2 separate regions of the Mus musculus genome follow, and region 1 is linked to region 2. Evidence: chromatin contacts called from public ChIA-PET data. All regions are on one chromosome and are shown on one strand. The core of a region is the stretch at or near the end of the contact, and the rest is flanking DNA. Distances in the headings are between cores, read along the strand shown.

Evidence for each region. ChIA-PET counts read pairs in DNA pulled down with a chosen protein or histone mark.
Region 1: an RNA polymerase II ChIA-PET map of memory CD8 T cells shows a contact between it and region 2, with 23 read pairs. The contact joins the promoter of Sass6 here to the enhancer-like site in region 2. A contact is called at or near these places in 4 of 39 promoter capture datasets (cranial neural crest, liver and second pharyngeal arch cranial neural crest), 1 of 484 Hi-C or Micro-C datasets (B cells), 2 of 115 datasets of contacts at active chromatin or transcription factors (bone marrow-derived macrophages and memory CD8 T cells) and 1 of 9 other capture datasets (adipose tissue).

What each region holds. Positions count from the first base shown.
Region 1 is chr3:116,593,160-116,597,630 of GRCm38.p6, reverse strand. Sass6 (SAS-6 centriolar assembly protein) reads right to left here and starts at 2,673. Exons shown (of 17, transcript NM_028349.3): 1 at 2,453-2,673. The coding sequence starts at 2,517. It overlaps Trmt13 (tRNA methyltransferase 13), which reads left to right. Exons shown (of 12, transcript NM_030016.3): 2 at 2,038-2,992. The coding sequence starts at 2,846.
Region 2 is chr3:115,969,473-115,974,019 of GRCm38.p6, reverse strand. The region is part of intron 8 of Slc30a7 (solute carrier family 30 (zinc transporter), member 7); the gene reads left to right. Among named protein-coding and RNA genes, the nearest start is that of Mir669n, 8.2 kb to the left of the region's middle. Within about 2 kb of position 1,974, at least 23 of the 459 cell types and tissues checked have an H3K27ac peak or open chromatin away from gene starts, as enhancers often do. A contact at or near this core is called in memory CD8 T cells, where this site is marked.

The sequences.
Region 1 (4,471 bases), core at 1,424-3,923, 620 kb before region 2:
AGAACCAAGATGGCGACTGGTTTTGATGTTGCTGTTCGGAGGTGAAAGGAAGGAAACCTCATGGTCTCTGTACCCAGAATAGTTTAGGGTACACAGCAGGCAAGTATTTGCTGGGGTAAACTGCTCTTCAATAGTTGGCTAAGGAATCTACGTTGTTCTTCCTATAGGTCAGGGGTTAGCAAAATTATTCTCTAGGAGGTCAGAGAGTGAATATTTTAGACTTTGAAGACTATGGAGCAGTGGTTCTCAACTTACAGGTCTGGTCCCCCATGAGAGTCAAACAACCTTTTCACAGGGGTCACCTTAGACTATCATAAAAAACAGATATTTACATTAGAAGTACAGTTACAAAGTAGCAACAAAAATAATTTTATGGTTGGGCGGGTCACCACAACATAAGGAACTGTATTATCAGGAAGATCAGAAGCCACTGCTATAGAGTCTCTGTCACAATCGTGTGTGGTTGTGTTCCTCTCCGCTACCCTGCTAGCCCGGCCCCTTTATTGTTGCTGTTGCAGTGCTGAGGAGATATATACACATATATATACATATACATAAAAAATATATATATATATATATATATATATATATATATATATATACATATATATATATATACAATCTACCATAAAAGCCACGCAGTAATTTTCCAGCCAATACTCCCATACAATTGCTCATTGATTCTGCATCGCACAGATGCAACCACAGACAGTGGGTAAGAAATAAGGATGGCTGTGCTCCAGAAAAATCTGATTTATGAACAGCTGGTTGAGCCTTGCCATGGGTGATAGGAATATCGGGTTTCTAAACAAGAGTAATTTTTTTTTCCCAAGACAGGGTTTCTCTGTACAGCCCTGGCTGTCCTGGAACTCACTCTGTAGACCAGGCTGGCCTCGAAATCAGAAATCCGCCTGCCTCTGCCTCCCGAGTGCTGGGATCAAAGGCGTGCACCACCATGCCCGGCTGAGTAATTTTTAAAGTTGAAGTTGTGTTTTAACACGATTAACTGTGATTACAATTTAATGTGTCGAAGAAGAGTTCAGAGTGTCAGGCATGGAATCACAAGTAATGGCCCATATTGCCCAACAGAAACAAAATGGACACCACAAACTTGAGTCATGTGTGTCACTTTAAACTGTTTAGAAGTTACTTAAAAAAAATAACTCTCAAAGTAAAAATTAATTTGAATACATTTGACCCCAATATACCCTAAATAAAGCCGCAACAGATAATCAACATAAAATTGAGACTTTTTACATTTCTGTTACTAGCAGGTCTTCAAAATCTATGAATTTTATACTTACAGACATCAGTTTGGATTAGCCCGAATTCAATAACTACATGTCTATATATTAAACATCACAAAATAATCACCAATGAGAGGCTGGGGTGGGGTGGGGGTTACACATCAGTGGTAGAGCATGCTAAGTGAGGGCACCACTTCAACTGTCAAAATCAAACAAACAATAAGACAATTAAATAACCTACAGATTCCTATATACGGCTGATGTTTTAAGTCCATTTTTCTGACTGCTTTGCTGGTTGATTCTGGACCTAATTTTAAATCGCATACCACAGTTTAACAGTCCAGCGACTCAATACATCAGTGTCTTCTTTTTGTTTTTGTTGTTTTTTAATTCAACATTTTTTTCACCGTTTAGTTTCTACAAACATTTTCACACCTGGTCTTCATTGCAATCAAATGAACAGCTAGACATATTAAATCAATTTAGCAAATGAGAAAATGTAATGTTCACAGAAACTAACAACTAAAAAGTTATTAGTAAAAGAGGGAAAAATCAGATCGCCTGTGGTTAGTGTGGCAAGTTTGCATTCATCTGTGCGATAAGATACCCTAGTGTAAACTCTGTGAAGATCAAGGTATCCCCAGGGGTCCGACGAAGGGCTTTACGGGTTGACTTATGTTTTGAATGTACAGAATTCCTGATTTTTCCAGTTTTGGGAGTTGGTTAAATGATTGAAACTGACGTGCGGATGAACCGAAATATGTCACTGAACGTTTTGTTTTGTTTTTAGATGGAGTTCTAAAGCTTCACCCCCAGTGTTCTTCAAAGGAGAGCATGAGTGAAGGGCCGGGCGACCTGAATCCTAGTGCGGACAGCTCCCTGAAGTCACCGTGAAGCTTTTGTGGAAATGACAGGGAGAATCAGAGTTGCCACCCAGAAAGGACAGGCTGGGCTCTGTCCCGCTGAGGGCCAGAACACGGACGTGAAGGAGTCGGCTTGCCATTTCCTCATTCCCTTTCCTCGCGTCCCCTCCGCAACGGCCGGCCCGGCCACAAACAAAGGTATCCATTAAGTCCGCAGGGTCCCTTCCCGATTCCCGGTGTGACAGTCCGACACCCGCGGACCGACCGATCCCCACGGAACCCAGCCGCCATCTTCCCCATTGGCGCGACCCCAACCGCCACCCGCCGGCTCCGGGAGCTCACCTCTCCTCGCAGTCTTTGCATTTCACTAGCAAGGGAACAAGCTGCTGGAACAGAACTTGACTCATGTCGGACCGCTGCCCCGACGGGAGGGTGAAGAAGCCCAGTAGGCCCGGCCTTCGGTCCCGGCTGCAAAGAAGAGCCGGTCCCGATGAGTTTGAGTTTGGCGCTCAGCTCCCGCGGAGGAGGAGGGAAACGATAAACAGAGGGAACGAAGGAGCTTTGGACCTCGTCAGCCACCGTCACCTTTTTCCGGTTCGGGCACCGACCGAGCCGGGCTGATGCGTCATTTCCGTGGACCCACCCCCCTCAGGCGGCCACGTTTGTTAAGGGAAGTGGGACCAAAGGGGACTGACAACTTTGGGCTGAGCCAGGCTTTCAAAAGGACCCAGCGTTATGGAGGCTCCGGCGGCGACTTCGCCCTCGATCGGATTTCCCATCGACGGCAGATGCAACTACTTCGTAGAAAAGAAGAAGCGCTTCTGCAGGATGGTGGCGGCCGCGGGGAAAAGGTTCTGTGGCGAACACGCTGGCTCCGCCGAGGTCAGCTATCGCCCTCCCTTCCTGGGAGTCGCGGGTCTGTGGGTGCTGGACCCCAGTCTCGCCCCTTTGACAGGTTCCTGCTTCCGTCCCATGGATTTAAGTAAATGCAGTTCTGCCCACCGCTCGGAGCCGCGAGGAGCCCCCGAGGAGCATTGCTTTCTTGTACTAAAAGCTCCCTCTGCTGTCTCAGAGACCCTTACACTCATCCTTCCTTCCGCTAGTCCCCCATCCTCAGGGGAAGTGATTATTTTTATAAAGGAGTGCTTGAAAAAGATCACTAGGTTTTATTAACTGGGTTCTAATTAATTATAGTTATTGTTTTTGAACGATAACCACTTGTGAATGCATGGGGAAGAAACTTAGAAACAATTTTTGTTTGTTTGTTTAGACTTGTAGATTAGTAATTTGCCTGTTCTTTATACATTAGGAGCCACTAATACTTTTGCACTTACAACCAAAATGTCTTATGACATTAATGTCTGTTGAGAGACAAAAAAAAGAAAAAAACAAAACAAAACAAAACAAAAAACTTTGCTTTCAACTTTGAAGTTTGTTATTTTACGTTTATTTTTCCTTCTCCGTCCCAGAATAATAATTACAAGTTCATAAGGTGTTTTCCTGGAGAGTTAAGTCTAAAGTCACAGGAAGCCTCATTACCCTCTACACCAAAAAAGAAAACATTTTACTAACCTGCTATACACTGTTTCTAAACTCAAACAATAGATTTTAAAAATGTGTGTGTGTGTGTGTGTGTGTGTGTGTGTGTGTTCTGTGATTACGCTTTGAAAGTTAGAGTACTATTTCCCTTGAAAGACAACTTTCTGTTTTTGAGATGGGGATCTTGCTGAATTGCTCATATTGGTCTTGAACATCTGATCCCAGGAATTCTCCTGCCTTAGCCTCCCAACTAGCTGGTCTCCATCAAAGAATCACACTGGAATTTAATTTAAAAGTCTATACATGAAATAATGTTGTTTTTTTTAATACTGAAAATTCCTTAACTTTCTCTAAAATTCAGTGTGCGTATCTTCATGAACATTCTGAAATAAATTGAAATAAACAATTGAGAAAAATTAAGAGTAAATACTTGGTCAGCTTTGGCTGTAGGGCTAGTACTAAACGTTATTTTGCTTTTAAAAATTCAATTTTCACAAACCTTAGGAAGCAAGTCATACTATTATTCTACTTAATAATATAGTAAGTCTATACTTAATATAGAAAGTCTATACTATTATTTACATGAAGCAGTCAGGATTATAGAGTTAGCAGCTAATAGAAAGAGCTGAGAATCACACCTAACCACTGGCCTCTGGATTTAATAATTGGGCCATCCTGTTGCATCCAGGTTGATAGGATCTGTGGGGCAGACCTGCCAACATTGTTTCCCTTGCTTTTCTCCCAGTGCCTATAATTAAATGCATAAAACATAAAAGACTGTAACTAGCATTTAGAAAAGTTGCAAAGCTAGTGAATATGACC
Region 2 (4,547 bases), core at 725-3,224:
GACATCTAAGGTCTGAGTTATAATCAGTGAGGTGGAAGAAAAGAGCATTGTATAGTGACTAAAGGATGGGTGCTCTACATGGATACCTAAACCAGGAGTAAAGAGAGAAAGCGATAGAGGTGGCAGATCAAAAAAGGCCAAGTGCTCAGCTCTTCATTGACCAAGAATGTGCCTCTGATACTCAAACGGTTGGGAGGTGTGTGTGCATTGGAGTGAACAGTGAGGTAAAAGTAGAAAGAAAAGTGAGGAGCCAGCCCCCTGCCCCCATCTCCCATAAGTCTACCTGAGAAATCTTAAACCTTATCTCAAGTACCAACTCAGTATTGCCTTTCCTGTAAAACCTGTGCTTTTATAAGGAACGCCATGCTCATCAGTAGGGGCATAGATGGGGTTCCACTCCACTCACAAGACTGACCTTCTGGTATATTATTGAGCCTGTAGACTCTGGGCATGGTGACAGGCGCCATGGTCCTAGCACCTGGGAGGCTGAGGGAGCAGACTTCCACTCTGAGACCAGCCTGGGTTATACAGCAAGAAAAACTAAAAAGCATTTTTCTTTCCAATCTCTCCATGTTTTCTGTGCCGTATTGTCCAGGTAAAGTGTGTTGTGGAAACCTGCTCTGTCCTTTCTCATCTAGACAGACTCAGTTTTCCCTTTGACAGTGGAGGTCACTTCCCACAGTTGGTTTTCTCCCAACATTTTCTGGCCCCAAGCAATGGGGAGTGAGAATTTCTGGGCAACACTGGTTTGTACTGTGGTGACTTTTGTTTCTCAGTGAGGAGCCGGAGTGGAAGCTGCAGAGAGAGAATATTAGTTCCCGGAAATGGATCTCGGGTGCAGTTTACAGTGGGTCGCCCCCTTCTCCTCCCACGAGAAAGCTGGCATTGGAAGGAAGTAGAAAGCGGAGGAAATTGGATGTGTCACTGCAAGCTCTAAATGATCCCATTGACTTAGTGCGATTGTGTTCACCACTTGAATAAAAGGGAGCCAGCGCCACGCTCGGTGGGAGGACCCGGGAGGACACAGCAGTGCGCGTTGTCTCAGGCAGCTTCTGAAGCCTCCTAGACTTCTTTATTACTATTATCTGTTTGTGAAGTCTTCCAGTCCTCATCCTTCTTGTATTTTGTACTTATGAAAAACAAAAACAGTCATGTAGATGTACATAAAAGAATGTCCTCCTGTTTTGTATAAGAAGTTTTAAATAATACATTTATTTTTTATCATACTGAGGGAAATACTCATTTTCAAGGCAGATTTAGAGGGTTGAGCAATGACAAGCACCGGGTGTGATTAGAGGTAAGAGCTAGAAGGCCATGCATGACGAAAACAAGCTCTGCAGGTGGCATTCTATAAAGCGACTGACAAGTCACTCTTCAGATGTTCATGATTTGACCAGGACGCCAACTTTGGCAAACTATAATTGATTCCAATTATTTGTGCTTTATAATGACCAAAAATCACACATAGGAAACTACTCTATCTCCATATAGTCATATATAAGAGATTGTAGGCATTTTATCTTTTTCAGAAATGTTTTTAGGCGTTCCCTAACAATTTCCGTTGTGGTTTGCCTTTCAAGTGGCTACGTTTACTATTCTTTGGGCCGTGTGAGGCACAAGAAAACAATCTCTCAGAATTTTATCTCCTGCTTGTATACGTTTTCAGTTTGTGAGACTGAACGAATTGGACACTGTTGCCCCAGAGTTACAGTGACTGGTCAATTTAACACCATTTTCTAACTAGCTTTCTGGGGCACACAAGGCACCTATTTACAGGTACTAAGCATTTCTCACCGGTGCATCTAGAAAGTGCTGGGCCTGTGCTGTCCTCGAGGAGCTAAGAGGCCCTCACTCTGGTCATGTGTGTTTAGTGGTTCCTATGAAGAACCTGAGTTAGGAGATGCAGGCAGAGAGGATCTCTACAAATATTGAAAGAATTCAATAGCATTGACTCGAGAACGCTGACAGAACAGAGTCTATGACGTAATGCTACCGTGGAACAAGCGTGCAGTGGTTTTACTGGATCACCTTTTACACTCTAAGGACAGAACACTAATTCAGTCAGTTTTTGCCTTTGTCTATAAACCATAGAAATTGGTTACTTCAGCAAACTCCAATCTTACCCATTTTCCCTTACACACACACACACACACACACACACACGCACACACACACACACACACGCACACACACACGCACACACACACATGCATGCACACAGGAGGGAGAGACAGAGACGGGTCATAAATACCCCTCAATGGTTAGTGTATGCAATGTTAAGTATGCGTTAGCTGCTTGAGGACACGGTTGTTTCCTAGCCAGGGAGGGCAGATGGGGTTTTGGTTCTTAGGATCACAGAACGGGAGTGAGGTTTGTTTTCACTTGACGCTCACTAAGTTTCCCTTAAAGAACATTGGTGGCTTTGATGCCGTTGCTTACCGTCAGAAGTTAACGCTGTGTGAATGTCACAAGTCCACCTGGAGCCCACTCCTCTTGCAGTTTTTCCTGGGGGAAATGTTGTTTTTCAAACAGCTGATTAGTACCTGAAGACACAAGCAGTTTGTAGGTTCGGAGTCAGTCACTTTGCCTCCTCTTTAAGGGCTTGTTCTCTGCTGAGGGAAGTACTGGGCCACGGATGTAAACTGATTCAGACTGAAGAGACGAGTGCTGTGCGGTGCGGTGCGGTCTTCCCATGTGAGCGTCTCAGTAATCCGTTTCCCTTTCAGCAACAGACACATCGTATTGTTTCTTCTGTCCTAAAGTCAGGTGTCACATGGATAGAGCTGCATACCTACACACCCATGCACACACACATACACAACATGAAAAAAAAAAGTGCCCTGGACCTGAAGTGTCACCCGGAGAAAGGCCCGTGTAGTAAAGGCTTGGTCTTGATTGGAGCACAATTGGGAGATGGTGGAACCAGGTACAGCCTGGTGAAGGTCCTCAGGTCACTGGGGTATGTCCCCGAAGGAAGTAGTGAGACTCTGGCCCCTTCTCTTGTGTTTGCTTGTTGGCTCTATGAAGTGAATCTGCACTGTCATTCCTAGTCTGTCATGAAGTGCCCTGCCATGGGCCTGAAAATAATGACTGCCTGTGACAACTGAGCCAGAGAAACCATTTCTCTTTATAGTTTGGTAGCTCGGTGTATTTGTAATAGTATGGAAAGTTGACTCACATAACAAGGTAAGTGTTGATCTGCTGATTTTTTTAAGTAGACATTTCAGAAAGTTTTTAAACCTATGAGTACCTTATTGATGCTTCCAGAATAAATCGCTTAGGATCAAAATGCTGTTATCGGCCTCTTGCCTGGTTTTCAGGCTGTGGTTGTTTTCCATCATAGTTCCTGTGCATAAAACTTTAGCTCTTTATTTATGGGAAAAGCACTTGGTTGCCTTCATGCGCCTTTAATCACAGTATCCTAATCTATGGTCCCCTTCGTCCTGTTTCCTGTCGGCCCTGAGGAGTCTCGGAAGCCCAGACTTCTGAAGCCCCCCTGTTCCTAACTACTTACACCTCTGAATTTATCATCCCCATTTTCTAAAACAGTGGTGCTGGATGTAGCAGGAGTCAGTAGATAGGCCCGTCAGCACAGCAGGACTCCCGCCCTCAGCCTGACACCGTGGACTTGGTTCACAGTAGTGTTTTGGGTTCTGGAGACCCAGACTGAGGCTTGGATGGCTCGAATTATGGTTCTGCTCTCATCCATGAATGTGGATCTTGTTGTTGTTGTTGTTGCTTTTTAAGTTTCATGATTATGTGATTAAATGCCTTTTTACGGATTGTTGACACAGGATATACTTCCAGCATGCTATGAGCCAAGGCTAATAATGGAAAATAAGAATTGACACACTGTAGATTGCTTTAAGAAGTAGAGTGAGTTTTCAGAACCAGAGGGCAAAGATTACTAAATAACAACAACTCTGACATTACAGTTTAAATGAGGGCAGCCATCTCTGACCTGCAGAGATGAGAGAGTCGAGTCTTTACAATAGAAGCTTGCAAAAGCTCTGTGTGTAAGTAACATTGCAAGAAGTAGAGTTTTACTGTTACTTTAACAGAAGTCTCACTCTTCCCTCAAGAGCCATGCATTTTTTGTCAGGATCTGTCAGATAAAGGAGGAGAGGTCATTAATGAAATATAAATGTATATCCATATATCCAAATCCAGACAACCCTACTGTAGAGTTCCTTGTTTCTGACCACTGTTCATCCATGAGTCATTATAAAGGAAGCCTACTCTTACAGATGGACCTGAGTTCAGTTCCCAGCAACCACATGGTGGCTCACAACCATCTGTAATGGGATCCACCCCCCCTTCTGGTCTATCTGAAGACAGCAACAGTGTACTCACATAAATAAATACATCTTAAAAAAAAAAAAAGAAAGCATAAAACTGTACCTTACTTTCGTTGCTTTTATTTAAAGGCTTATAAGATGCCACTATTTCATATTTTCCCTTTTTCCTACCCCAAAGATGTGAAATCCTGGCATAGCTCTCTGCAGTCTTGTTTGGGATGAATGGGATCTCTCTTTGTGAAGTGGCTG